3 separate regions of the Rattus norvegicus genome follow, and all the other regions are linked to region 1. A link is a contact called in public Hi-C data. All regions are on one chromosome and are shown on one strand. The core of a region is the stretch at or near the end of the contact, and the rest is flanking DNA. Distances in the headings are between cores, read along the strand shown. Region 1 holds the start of Ephb3 (Eph receptor B3). Region 2 has its middle 90 kb from the start of Vps8. Region 3 has its middle 21 kb from the start of Vps8.

Region 1 (4,755 bases), core at 2,182-4,681:
GCCCTGGTGATTCAGCCTCTTCTGTTTAATTAGTGGAAGGGCCTTCCCCACAACAACCTAGGCTCTCAGCTGCTTGGGCCAAAGTAGCAGTGGTGGCTAAGAGGAGGACAGTGAGAAACAAATTGGTTCTGTTGCTGTCCCTCCTCGGATCTGAAGCTCTGGCTGGTGACAAACAAGATGGTGGGGAATGGGAGATGGGAAGGAAGAACAGAGACAAGCGAAGGAAGCAGTAAGCATAAGTAATCCAAGACAATCCTGGGCTGTCCCCCTGGCAGTTCCCAGATTCTCAGGGTCACACCAACTACCTCAGAGGACAGACGGAGGCTTGCTGCTTCTCCCCCAGGGCCAGACTCTACTGCAGGAGAGACTTAACCAGCTTGGCTAAAAGAGATGTCCCCACCCCACCTTCTACAAACTGAGAAGTCTCCTTTCACAGAAAGTTCTCCATCCTGCTGGGACTTAACTCTCCTTCCTCAAATGCATAGGACCCGTGGCTCAGATTCCGTTCCCCATCCCAGGCCTCATTCTTAGTCTGACCACCTCCGCTGAACACCTCTTTTCCCCACTGATCTGCTCTAGTGGGAACTAGAGAAAAGTTCTTAAAGGAAAATAGAGTTAGCGATGAGGTGGCCCCATGGATCCAGGGTAGTGTGTGTGTGTGTGTATGTGTGTGTGTGTGTGTGTGTGTGTGTGTGTGTGTGGCAATTTTTCAACTAGGGAGGACTAGTAACATCCTGATCCCATCCGAATGGGAAACTGGGAAGAGAATGAACAGGAACCAGTGTCAGGCAGTTTGTGGGTACACAAGGGTGGCACTCACAGCTCGGGGACTCCAGTCTACACACGAGCCAAAATACAGGGCAAACCACTTGAAAAGTGTTGAGAGTTGGTGACAGACCACCAATACTAAGGAACCAAAGAGCCCTGTTCTCTGGACACAGTCTCCCAGACCTGAAGTCCACCCATCCCGGACTCCCAGAAAGACAGCTGGGATGTAGGCAGGACCCTGCTCTCTATCTCTTTCCCCCTTGGAGCTGCAGGGAGATAAGCCCCAACTTTCCAGGCCAGCCTTTCCTCCCATCATTCCTTCCTTTCAGTCCCTCCAGCAGGGTAAGGACACTTCTTGCTCCCCAAAGAGCAGACCCTAGGTTGACAAAGAGTAACAATTAATCCTTAAACGGCAACACTGTGCTAAGTCCTTTACACATAGTAACAATTCAATCTCTGTTGGTACCATTTCCATGTTAGAGCAGAGGAATAGAAAGCACGGAGGTCAATGATAAAATCCACATTTGCAGGCCCTGCTACTTCCCAGAGACACCCTCACTGGCGCTAGTTCTGACTCCCATTCATAGCTGATCACAAGGGCCTTTCAGTCACCATCAGCTCCTTGGGCCAGACACTATTAGCTAGGGCCCGCCTCAAAGGATCTGAGGATTGTGGGGGATGAAAAGGAGGAAGGGAAGATCCTTCTCAGGTACACTTAGCTCATGTCCCCCAAACCACACACCTCTACCACTCCCTTCTCTGCTCTATTACCTACCACATCCCACAAAAGGGGCCATAGGACCCGATACACACAGGTGACACACAGTTAAGTGTATGTCCCAGAGTGCATGTGCCCACGTTGCCTCTCCTGAGCTAAGATAGTCACAGACCTGGGAACTCAATAGGCTCCCTGGCTCGCACCCTTCAGGCAACCAACAACAAAGCCCTACGCTGCTTTCTCACGCCTGAGATCCTATCACACACATGTGGGTGAGTGGGTGAGTGTCTCTAAGTGTGGGTGCAACCTCTGTGTGTCTGTCTAAATTTGCATGTGTCCACCCATGTGAATAAATCTGTCAGCACAGTGGGCACCAAAATTCCAAAGACCAGAAACCTCTCTGAACTGTTTTAGAGATTTTTTTTTCTTCCTTTACGTTTACACTGTGAATGTATGGAAGGAACCCGACTGCATAGGGTCCATGTTTTGTTCCTCAGCTAAAAAAGTGTCTGGATCTGACCAATCCACCACACATTAAGTACTGCCTGTATTCCGATTTTCCTTCAAATTCTTTGCTGCCCTCCCTCCACATTAAGGAAGGTTTTCACCCCTGACTTAATGGGTTTACAATTTTTCTAATGCGGGGGGGGGGGGCTGTATGTGCCTCTAGACTGTGTTAGTGACCTGTGCTGGTGTTCCCTGTGAGTTCATGTCAAGTGGCGTAAGTGTGGGCTCTCTTGTCTGGGCCAGCCACACTCCCGGCTGTTTGTTTGTCCAAGTTCAATTTCTCCTCAGTAGCAGTCTTAGTAGGTTTCACAGAGCCCACAGACAAGGCTGACCTCTTCCCGCCGCTGATGACTAGTAGCCACTCGGCTCAGGTGCTACCCGGGCAAATCCCTGTTTTGTGAGGTTCAACGGAAACCTAAGCCCTCCGAAGGTCCTGCTGGAGGTGGGGGTGGGGTGGGTCCGAGGAGGTTTACAACAGACACACACACCTCTTGTGTTGCTGGCACTTGAGAAACCATAAACAATGACAGGCCCCCTGCCTCTCCACCCCCGCAGCCATCCCCTGACAAAGCGGGGTGCACACAATCACGCTTACTGTTAACTACAACGGGTTCTCAACCAGTGCAGCCCCCCAACCCGAAGAGTTCTGCTTCACCCGCCCAAGCGCCCAGTCCCGCAGCCCCCGCCTTGATGCTGGGTCGCCCACATTTCCTCGCCTTCCAGAGGTGCGAAACCCCGAGGGGTCTCGCTTCTCTGCTTTGACTGTAGGCTATTCCTACCAAAAACCCACGGCCGAACTGCAGCTTTCGGGAGTCGGTGCCGAGTCCAGATGCCAGCAGTTCCCCTAAAGAGGGCTGCGGAGCCGGCTCGAGCCTAGAGCCTTCTTGGACGTGTGCTCAGCCCGCGGCCCCATACTGCGGGACTCCCCGGTAGCGCGCGGGACCCCGACGCCGCTCACCTTCCAGCGCCCGGCAGCCGGCGGGCAGCAGCAGCGGCAGCAGCAGCGGAGCGAGCAGCGGCAGAAGCCCCGGCGGCGGGCGGGCTCCGGCCATAGCCCGGAGCGCTCGGGGGGCGCCGAGCCGGGCCGCGCCGGCGGGGCTGGGGGCGCCTGAGGAAGAAGGCTCGCGCACAGTCCAAGAGATCCCGGCAGGGAGGGGGCGCAAAGCAGACGGGCGGCTCTGTATCTGAGGTGTCGCCCAACCCGGTACTCAGGGTAGATGCCGGCAGGTCGTTCCCGCGGGAATCTGGACGGACCGGTCCAGGAGGATCCGGGGCGCTGGGTGGCTTGATGCCCGATGACTCGGGAGGCAGAGGGCGCAGATGGTCGCGGTTCTCGGGGCACAGTCCACTGAGGCCGAGCTCGGATCCCGGGCTCCCGGTGAGCGCGCCGTCCGGGGTAGGAGCCGGTATCAGACTGCTCCGCTCACGTACTCACTTCTGCTGGTCCTCGCCGTGGAGCGGCGGCTCTGGGCGAGAGGGGTGGGGCTACCTGCCTGCCTGTCAACATTCAGGCCACACCTCCAGAGACCCGCCGCCCACTCACAGACCGCCCAGCCAGCTGGTTCTGCTGCGAGAGCACTCTGCTGGAGTTCAGTTGGCCGCTCTTCCACCGAGCCCACCCTCGGCGTCTTGGGGCTTGGAGCAGGAGGAGCCACTGAAAAGATGAATTAGATTGGGCGGAGCCACATTGTCCATCAGTCGGGTAATCCCGCCCCTTTCTCCTATTGGCGATTAGTAACCAGCTCGAGTCCTAGCCGGTGATAACCAGATAGAACGAGCTGGGGGCGCCCCCCCGTGGTTAGCAGACCCATGGGATTCTGTCAAGATGCTTTTTTTTCTCTCCCAAGTACATTCAGAACCAGCATAGGCCTCAGGGAGTAGGAAAAGGGATGTAGAGGGTGGGGATTACCCACTCTGACAGAGTCCACTTCAAGGGACTCTCAAGGGTTTATTTATTCTTCTATTTGGTTGTGATCATTTGTTAGAAAATATTTTTGGGCACCCACAATGGCTAGAGCAGAGAAGCTTGCATTATCCTGGAGCCATGTGTGGAGGTGGGTTTAAAACTCACATCGGGGCTAACAAGCATTCCCGCCGGGAAAGAACCTAGTTTTTCGAAGCACAATGTTAGGTCTAAGGAAACAGCATCTAAGTGACAATATAAAAGATGGATGAATAATAGTGTATTGGGGATGGGAGGCAGTGCTCCGGGCAGAGAACTTTTGTGTTAAGACCTAGAATTGAAGAATCTGAAAGTTCGGAATAGCTTGAGTGCAGAGTCAGAGCTGAGAGAAAAGAACGGGCCGAGAAGTAGATGAGGAGGGGTCCGGAGGATCCGGTTTTGGACTCACAATGTAGCCTTCCTCTTGAAACCGGACGCTGCCTTATCAGATTGGCATGTCTGTCCTGGGGAGGATGACAGGCCAAGACAGTGGTAGAATCTTGTGGGCTAGTGAAGGGGCCATGTAGTGGAGGGGAGGGTGGTAGCTTAGACCAGGGCGATGGCTATAAGGAGGAGCCAACAAGGACAAGTGTATTTGTGACTAGGTGACTGAGAGAGGTGCAGTGGTCGGAAACATCAAAGAGAGCCTCCAGGTGAGACGGACTTCTGCCGGTTTGCTTCTTGAACATTTACAAGGTGCAATAAACACCCTGAAACAATACCTCACGCTTATTCAAGGTAGGTGTTGTTATAGCCGCATTTTACTGAAGAGAGAAAGCAAAAGAGAATACATAGACAAACTGGTGTCCACAAAGGCTTG
Region 2 (4,723 bases), core at 1,873-4,372, 130 kb before region 1:
GGAGAGTGGAGGGGAAACGTTGGGAAGCTTTGAATTAAGCAGGTTTAAACTAGCTGTTATTCTAATTAAAATAATAGTCCAGCTAAAGTAAGTATTGCTTTTTAAAGCCGCCTAAATTATTGCTAATTTGTCTCCTAAAGTGCTTTCCATTCGTGCTGCCTCCTGTGTACTTCTTTTCACAGGCATCTCTCCTGGATCTTTCCCTAACCAATCTTGCTGTAACAGGTGGATTATTTTATCTTCATTACTGCCCTCCCACCCCCTTCCCCCTTTAGACAGGGTCTCTCTGTGTAGCCCTGGCTGTCCTAGAACTCACTTTGTAGACTAGGCTCGCCTCTAACTCACAGAGATCTGCCTGCCTCTGCCTCTTGAATACTGGATTCAAAGGTGTGCACCACCCTGCCGGGCTTCATCAATTGTCCTTATACAAAGGGCACTAGCAGGGCAAACCAGGCGGTAATCGTGAAGGCTGAAAAAGCTTCAGAGATCTGGGTTTGCATTTCCAGTCTAACACATGACAGATGAGTGGTTTGGGGCAGGTAATTTAACCTCTCTGTGACTGTTTTCCCCTTTGTAAAATGAGGATAATAATACTTTTGCTAATAGGGATTTGGGAGGACTAAATTATATTGTACATAAAACGTTTGGCACAGTGCTAACTAACAATCGCCTCAAGCTAGGCTATAATAAACATCCTCCTGCCTCATTTACACACTCCAGTCTTTATAAGTCATATGATATTAATGACCATATATCTTTCAAAGATATTCTTTGAAGCAGGGTCACGCTAAGTAGCCCAGGCTAGATTTGAATTCTTAATCCTCCTGCCTCGTATGCTGGGATTACAGGCATAAGCCACCATGGATGGATTTCTGAAAAATTTTTAGAAGAAACACGTCATATTTAAGCCTAGGAAAGATTGGCTGTCTACTTTAAATAAGTAACTGTTATTTCCTAAGGTGGAAGGGGGAGCCTTCCATCAACTGTTCGTTAGATGTGGACTGTGAGCTCTGAGAGACTTCAGAAGTAAATTCACCCCTCCTTTATGATGTTCTCTTAGGGAAAGAAGAGGGAAAAACCGAAAAATAACCCTAATACAAAGCAAAGTATACATCAGTGCGTCTATCAATTCAGTAAAGAGTGTGGTCTCTAAAATCTCAGCTGTGCAATGTTTAGCAAGTTATTTAACGCCTCTGTGTTACCTCACCTTTAAAATGGGGACATTCATTCAGCGGGGAGCTGTATCAGTGATTAATAGTTAAAGTGCTGGATACTCAGTGTGTGCCAAGCACAAGGTTAAATGTACATGTGCATTAATTAAGCTCCACAATGATGCTCCTGCTATTATATCCAATTTTTTTTTATCAATACTGTAACTAAAGGGCAAAAAGTTTTAGTTAACTTGTCCAACATTATGTAGTTGGAAAATAGCAAACGCCACAGGAAGAATTCAACCATTTGTAAAATGTACGTGAGAATCAGATGTAGGAGAAAATGCTTTTACAACAAAGCCTAGCAAAGGGATGGTAAATAAACAGAATTGCTGTGGTCATTCAGAAATAACAGTAAATATCGAGCTCTTGGATGTTAAGTAAACAGAATTGCTGTGGTGATTCAGAAATAACAGTATATACATTCTATGCATGACCTCCAAGGAAGACTTTTTGAAAGGTCACCTTTAAGTTAATCCCTGTTGGGGGATATCGGTAGGAGAGGAATTTCAGAGTGGGGAGGAGGAGGGATATGAAGTGCGAGGCAGAAGGGGTTAAAAGGGGGTATGAGAGTAATTTTGATTGGGGGGATAATATTTTCTTCCCTCCAGCCAGTCACTACCGGCTCGTGCATGCGTGGTATGTGCTCCCTCAGTGCATCTCTTATCACGGCACAATGTGCTGTCCTCACCTTGCAATTAACCACTGAATAGCATTTCAGACTGACTGCAAGAACCTGTTCCGTACTGTAATAAGCATCCTCTCCACATGCCCCCGAGGCCGCAGACAAAGACTGCAGTCTTTCCTCATGTGTCCAGATAAGTTTTATTTTTCCTAGTATCCTGTAGGAGCCCTTCTCTAATTCACCATCCCAGCCTTGTCTCTGGTCAGGCGGCACTTAAGCCTCTACGTCTGACACAAGCACTTACTGAAACAATGTGCCCGAACTCGGTTCTGTGCTATTTCTTGCACAGAGGAGCTTTCCCACCCGGAATGGCTGCTTGCAGCGTTTACCCCAGGCACACGCACACACTCCCCACGGCGCCTGCACCTGCAGGAGCCGTTGCACGCCGCCAGCCTGGGAGGAAGCGGAAGGGCTGCGAGCCGCACCCCCACCGCCATCTTGGCCGAGCAAACCGGAAGTGGCGAACCCTGACTGCGGCTGCGCGGCCGTGGGCGGTTGTGGGCCTCGCCCGGACCTCTTGATGCTCCTGTCGCCGTCTTCCCTGGCCTGTTCGCGCAGTCTCTGGGGTGGCATGTGGGGCACCGTCTGCCCGAAGGCATGGGACCGAATCCTGAGAGTGAGACAGCCCTGTCGCCTCCTGCCGAGGGCGAGCCGGAAGGTGAGCCCAGGTCCTGGCCGCCTCCCAATGCCATCTGATAGAACTGCCGCCGGCTCAGTGCAGTTTCTGCTGGTGAAGGACGGGAAGAAGGGCCTCACCGCAGGGTCTGAGATGGTGAACCGTGTTATCGGAGACTTAAAGGGTTTGCACCGGAAGATCACCTCAAGGGCCGCAGTACATCGCGGTACGTTTTGCTTTCCAGCTGAAATTTCACAGCTGCAACTTAAGCACCACACACCCTAACCAACAGGTTAAAACTCTTGAGGGATCGCAGGAGGATCTAGGAAGAGAGATGGTCCCAGATCAGGTCTCTTGTGGGGTGCTTCCATCGAAGAACCTACTTTGGGTACCCAAAAAGGCTTATTATGGAAGGTTCTGTTCATCAGCGATGCCTTAGTTGCAGACAGGTGCCTCGCACCAAACCATCGGAATATGAATTCTCTTGTACTTCCCAAAGCAACCTGGAAAATCACCAAGATGGCAGAAGTGGGGTTCTTGTCTAGGCTTCAGAAGAATGAACCGCTGAATTGTCCGGAGCCATAAGAGCCAGAGCCGAGGCAACATAGCGCCCACGCTCTGGCCACCCTCCACTTCTGGTGAGGGGGAGGGGGGGAGTTGCCATTGAGGGCCTCGTGGGCTCGGTAGCTAATGTCTTTGAGTTTTAAGTAATGCCATTTCTGAGAAAATTGTGAAACTTCAGTTTTTAGATCATATCTATTGTTAGGTTTTGTTACTTCTAATACATTAATTAAACTGCTATTTGTAAGTGAGATAGTTCTTTTTCCTATAGAATTTTGTTGCAGTTTTGCTGATTTTGTAAAACGGGCCGTAAAACTTTGTATTTTAATCTGTGGTTCTGAATGCATTGTGCAGCATTGTATCCTTGATAGGCACGAAGGGACTCAGCAGGTTGATCAGGTGTGTGTGCGTGTGTGTGCATGTGTGCGTGTGCATGTGTGCATGTATGTGTGCTCGGTGTGTGTGCGTGTTCATGTGTGTGTGTAAAGCGTATTTGATGCCAAGCCTCTGACATTTTTTGTGTTTTATTAAAAAAATAAAAATAAAAGTCCAGTTGGGGATTTAGCTCAGTGGTAGAGTGCTTGCCTAGGAAGCACACGGCCCTGGGTTCGGTCCCCAGCTCCGAAAAAAAGAACCAAAAAAATAAATAAATAAAAAATAAAAGCCCAGTATGTACCTCTGTTTGCCTATATTATAGTGCTCTAGAAAAAGTTAAAATGCAATGAATGAGAAGCATACTCCCGTACACTTAATAAACGTGTCAAGCATCTTACATTTTGTGTTGCACAGTTAAAGACATTTGGGAGTAGAATACATCCTCTTCATCCTATTACTATTCATGGGAATAGTAAATAAACCGGAAATTACAGTACAGAGAATGAAATGTCACAAAAGGGATATATGATCTAGCTGAGGTGGTTGAATGAGGCTTGCTTAAGGTTACCTTTAATCCCCTCAGCTTTGGGGGAACCGAGGGGAAGGAATAAAGAGACGGAGGAGTTGGGAGTGGTACTAAAAACGTAAGAACGCTGGTCATTTTCAGTCACATAATCCTCATTGGGAACTCTTAGTCTACAGGAGTATGTTCGAGTGCACAATGATTGTGACCATGATCAGTTTGGCCCTCCCTCCCTTCCTTCTCTTGACCCCTATAAGAGTCCCTCTTCTATCAACGCCTTCAGAAGCCAAATAGTGCCTGAGATAGGAAGTGGAAACACATCTTCCCACCAGGGAGCTCCACTTCAAGATCCGTCCCTTGAACCAGGAAATCCAGTGTGTGTGTTCTGTGGTTCAGTCTACTGCTTTCCTACTTAGTGGAGACTTGTAGATACCCTCATATTCTCAGTGCCCATGGAGATTAGCTCATGGCTTCTGTAGTATAGACCACTAACTTTCACTCTGGGAATAAATAGTCTAGAAATTGCTAACAGGGGCCCTGAAAGGAGTGGAACTCACTAGAGATGGGCATTAGGGAGCCGCGTCCTTAGAGCGGCCATAATAGGAAGGCTGTTTTCGATTTATCAACGACTTTTTCTGCAACCTTTATATTCAGATTGTATCTCTTGGGTATGGTAAGGTTGTCAAGGAACATATTTTAGGACAGCAGTTCAGGGATTCAATGATTCAGGTCCAAGAAATCAGAACAAAGAT
Region 3 (4,700 bases), core at 2,086-4,585, 200 kb before region 1:
TATCAGTCTACTGTGTGCTTGGTACAGTCAGGGCATGTTTTAGAAGCAGAAATGCATCCAGACCACTTGATAAACAGCCATTCCTTGGTACTTACATCTGGCGTACCAGCCCCTAGCCTCAGCTGCCCTGGTGTCCCTGCTCCCTCCCTCCTGGCCCTGCTCCCCACCAGCCCTGCCCCCCACCAGCCCTTCCTGCCACAATGGAGGGAAGGAGGCTTCTAGGGCCTCTCTAGGGTCTGTATCTATTCCAGTTGGTTGAGCCTACAATATAAGGGCCGTTAAATATTTTGACCATCACTCCTGCTAATAATCCCTTCTTGGCCTACCTGACAGCGGCCTGGTTAGGATCAAATGAAACAGCAGACATAAGCGGCCTCTGCAAAGGCTCCAAGCACTGCCGTGTAGTGGGCAAAAATATTGTTTTAACATCAAAATGCAAAGGTATTGCTGGAGAGAGATGTGGTCACAAAGGGCATGAACACAGAGCTGTGATGAATTGCAGGCTGGGAACAGCCGAGGGAGGGGAGCAGTGGGGCAGGGAAGGGTGGGGGAGAGAGGCAGGGAGGGGAGAGGCTGGAACCAGGCTGCTCACGAAGGCTCCATTCTAGGTCAGTGTGGTGCTGTGTGCAGGAAGAAGGGATTGCATTCCCTGTGTGCTGACCTACACCCAGCCGCCATCACTTGCTGGCTTACTGCCTTTCTCAGCTACCACCTCTCTCCCCTTTCTGTCTTTCCCTCCTACCCTTTTCCTCCCTCTATCTTCTCTCCCCCACCTTCCCTCTTGGAAAGTTGGACTAGAAAAGCAGCCCATCTAAGTCCTCGTGCAGCTCCGGATGTTTTATGGCATTGGTAGAAGTGCCGGGATAGCAGAAGCCACAGCCACCTTGAAATTCGTGGCACCTCCATTGTCTGATGCTTTCAGAACCAAGCTTCACTCACATGTGGTTTTCCTACACCATTCGTTCCAATAATTCTCCTCCCTCCGAGGGCCCTCCCCTGATAAACATGCTGAAACACTTCTCTCCCTTCCCTGCTCATAACGAATTACCTCCTGTGATTTCTGTATTACGGCTGGGGAAAAACAAGGCTCAAAGTAACTAAGTAACTTGCCAGAGATGCACAGGGGACAAGGGGCAAAGCTGTAGCTAAGATTCAGTTTGTCTGTTTTCCTCTTTGCAGCAAACCTGACAGACCGTACTAGAAGAGGTGACTCTCCTAGCAGTGGTGGCACATGACTTTAACCCCAGAAGTCAGGAGGCAGAGGCAGGCAGATCTCTGTGTTTGAGGCCAGCCTGGTCTACATAACGAGTTCCAGAACAGCCAGGGGTACACCGAGAAACCTTGTCTCAGAAAGACCAATAAATAAATAGCAAAAGAAGAGTTAACTCCTCTTTTTTAAATTTCAAACCTGTTAAGCCCAGTGCCCACCACAATGACTTTCCTATTATCTGCCTCATGAGGTATTGATTGCTCTCGACCAAATGGCCCCCTACTGTTTTCCCCTCTTCCTCGTCCTGCATTTTGCTTTCATCCCATCAGATGGGATGGGAGGTTCCTAGATCCCTTTGGAATAAGAGTCAAAGTCCTTTGAAACTGAGTTGCAAACTCCGAGACCCAGAACTTGGTGGGTTACATAAATGAGTGCCACAGGCCAGTGCTGGTGAAGGAAAGGAGCCCCAGCTAGCATGTCTGTCTGTCCATCCATCCGTCCGTCTGTCCATCCATCTGTCTATGTGTCTGTCTGTCTCTCCAGCTCTATGAGGAAAGGAGTGATTTATCTGTTAGTGGCTGTGAAAGGAAGATTTGAACGTGAGGCTCACCCTTTTCTTTCCACTCTCCTAGAGCCAGTCTGCCTGCCTCCCGGTCCTGAACAAGCCAGTTCCCACCACCCCACAGCTAGGACAGGGAGTCCCACAGCTTAGCTGCCATCTGGTTCCTTGATGGAGGAAGAATTCCCTGAGACAATGCAATGGAATTTGGGGAGCGTGGGTGCTCAAGTCAGATTGGTGAAAGATTTGAGGCCCAGTTGTGACTTCCATAACTTGAGGTTGCTGCAATGCTCAGTCTGTCCCAGGGCCATCAGCACATCTATAAGTAGCTGCTTAAATTACAAGTGGGGACCGAATACTCAGCCTTCTTTTCTCCCATGCTTTTCCTTTCTCAGTAAATGGCACCTCCATTCGTCTATGACTCAAGTCAGAAACCACAGAGTCATCCTTTCCCCTGTCTACACATCCAAGCCATTCATCGCTTCTGCTGACTTTGAGCATGCTATCCCAAACCTGAGCACAGTTCACCTACACTGCCAGCTCCCTCGCCTGAGCTGCTGCTGCTGCTGCTGCTGGGCTGGGCTAGCTTGGTCGTCACTCGCCTCATCCTCTGCTTCTGCTTCTGCTCTTCCCTCCCAGACTACATTTTCAATCCAGTAGGAAGGAGCTCATGAAAAATTAAATGTAATCATGTCACTCCCGATCAAAATTCTCCAAAGGCCTCTTGTCTCACTTAGAGTGTAAGCCCGTCTTTGCGATGGTCCACGAGGCACAGTCTGTGCCCCGTCCTGTGCCAGCTACTCTGCCCTCCTCATTGTCCTTCATATGCACCGGGCATACTCTTGTCTTAACCCTTGGCATCTGCCTGGAAATCTGCCCTCAAGTTGCCATAAAGCTTGCTTACTTAACCCTTCCAAGTCTTTATTCAAATGTCGTACTCGGGCTACCCTGTTTTGATTGCTTCGCTCCTCCCCTATGTCACCTGCCTCCCTTATCTTAATTTTCTCAGTTGGATAAAAGGCCTCCAGAAGCTGCACGAGAGGGAAACTTGACCAAGCAAGAGGAGCCCCAAGTCTACTTGCAAAAACACACACTGGACAAAGGCTGTCTTGGCCCTCAGAGGTTTCCTATTTATGCCTCGAATGGGAATGCCAGGATAGGAGATGTTTTCTTTCTTTTGTCCGATTGTCATGTTTTTAGCCTGGCATCAGGAGTAGCACCTCAGGGACAGGAATGCTTCTTTTGGTCACTGCTGTAGTCCTAGACCACATAGAGGCTGCAAGCACACAACATGTGCTCCACAAATCCGCGGACGGAGAAAATCCCTGAGATGTTCGGTTGTGTCCAGTTGAAGGTTGGCACTAAATAAGAGTTACCTGTGTCTTTATTGAATTTTCATCTCCTCGGATCACATAAATTTCCCACCTCCGGGTGGAGTGGAGATTCCGAACATCCATTATCACCCTTCTGCCACCCTCTTTGATTGCTCTCTGCCGAGCCGACCAGAGTCTGGGGTTACTGCCATCCGATACGGACCTCATGTCTTCTGCATTAATCACACTCTACCTTGCCAACTCCAGTTCCACCAGCTAATGTTTCCTGCCATTGTGCTCCCAGTGACGGACTGTCTGCTGAGCAGGAGAGAGGAGATGGAACTGTGGCCAACAGCCTGTCTGGATCTGCACATCCAATTGCCTGCTGCTCTCTGTGGACTGGGAACCTCTCAGGTATCCTTCAGTCCAAAAATGTACTTCCGGGTTCCTTGACTTCACTGCGGAACAAGCTTACCCATGCTAGCCCGTTGTTCCCATCCGTCTTCAACCACTCCCTCCTGTCTGCACTTTAACACTAAGCCTTCTAAGTCGTATGCATTACCTCACCGGTGTACTGTAGAGTAGCTTCTCACCCCTCTCTTACCCGATCACTCCGTCCCCTGAAACTTCCGATCACTACTGTGGTCAGAGTAACCTGAAAGGGACTTGGAGACTTTCTGTTAAAATCTTTAAGTGAGGGGTTGGGGATTTAGCTCAGTGGTAGAGCGCTTGCCTAGCAAGCACAAGGCCCTGGGTTCGGTCCTCAGCTCCGGTTTAAAAAAAAAAATCTTTAAGTGATGTCCATGTAAAGAGCATGAAGCTACTGTAAGACCCGTGGAGTCTGGGCCCCTGCCTGCCCACGTCTCCAAGCTCAGTTTCCTTGATGTCTGGCTGTCATTCTGTTCCTGTGAAACCCGGAGGTACTGAGGTGTTGTTGTTCCCGGGCCTTGCCTGGGGTCTCACATTCTGTGCTTTTCCTTCTGCCTCCTTTCAGGGGATGTTTCTTTATCCTTTACCATTCTACAAGGACAGTCAGAGTGCAGTGGCATCCAGTTTTCCTAGCTACCTGAGTCAGAGTTCCATTTGTAAGCCTTCTGGGCCTCAATTTGCTCCTCTGTAAAATGGGAATAATAGAACCTGAGGCCAGACAAAAAGACACAGAAATCATGAGGCCCAGAGAAAGGAGGGGAGCTCACATCCCAGTGTCTCTCTAGCTGAGCAGCGAGAACTCCTGCATAGTTGCAACATTTTCAGTGAAGGCTGCCTCTGTAGCATTCCTTTCAAGTATAGATACTTTGTATCAAAATAGCAATGCCCCGGGGTTAAGGCACAAGGATGTCTATGATCTTTTGTAGGAATCATTTCATTTCCTCAGACAAAACCCGCTTAAACATATTCTACCTCCTCGGCCCCTTTGGGCTCGATTTTACCCTATTTATTTGAGCCTGTGAGGTGCCCCTTAAGCGCCCCATAGACTAGTCATTTTAACAACCACCAAAATCCTACATATGACTGCTATAAAAACAACGAGCCGGGCCTCTCTCTGGAGGGGCCATGGCCATGCTTGGACCACTCTTGGGTGTGGTTTACTTCCGAGTGCCCTATTTCCTCCCACTAC

Evidence for each region. A called contact is a pair of places that touch in the nucleus more often than the background predicts.
Region 2: a contact with region 1 is called in a Hi-C map of Schwann cells, with 6 times the contacts expected there. The contact joins the enhancer-like site here to the promoter of Ephb3 in region 1. A contact is called at or near these places in 10 of 12 Hi-C or Micro-C datasets (the A7r5 cell line, the Rat2 cell line, Schwann cells and 6 more) and 1 of 1 datasets of contacts at active chromatin or transcription factors (oligodendrocytes).
Region 3: a Hi-C map of the A7r5 cell line shows a contact between it and region 1, with 6 times the contacts expected there. The contact joins the enhancer-like site here to the promoter of Ephb3 in region 1. A contact is called at or near these places in 12 of 12 Hi-C or Micro-C datasets (the A7r5 cell line, the Rat2 cell line, Schwann cells and 7 more) and 1 of 1 datasets of contacts at active chromatin or transcription factors (oligodendrocytes).

Annotation. Positions count from the first base shown.
Region 1 is chr11:93,360,344-93,365,098 of GRCr8, forward strand. Ephb3 (Eph receptor B3) reads right to left here and starts at 3,432. Exons shown (of 16, transcript NM_001414988.1): 1 at 2,952-3,432. The coding sequence starts at 3,045.
Region 2 is chr11:93,226,674-93,231,396 of GRCr8, forward strand. No RefSeq gene overlaps it. Among named protein-coding and RNA genes, the nearest start is that of Vps8, 90 kb to the left of the region's middle. Within about 2 kb of position 3,123, at least 88 of the 93 cell types and tissues checked have an H3K27ac peak or open chromatin away from gene starts, as enhancers often do. A contact at or near this core is called in the A7r5 cell line, Schwann cells, hepatocytes and 3 more, where this site is marked.
Region 3 is chr11:93,156,911-93,161,610 of GRCr8, forward strand. No RefSeq gene overlaps it. Among named protein-coding and RNA genes, the nearest start is that of Vps8, 21 kb to the left of the region's middle. Within about 2 kb of position 3,336, at least 2 of the 93 cell types and tissues checked have an H3K27ac peak or open chromatin away from gene starts, as enhancers often do. A contact at or near this core is called in the A7r5 cell line, where this site is marked.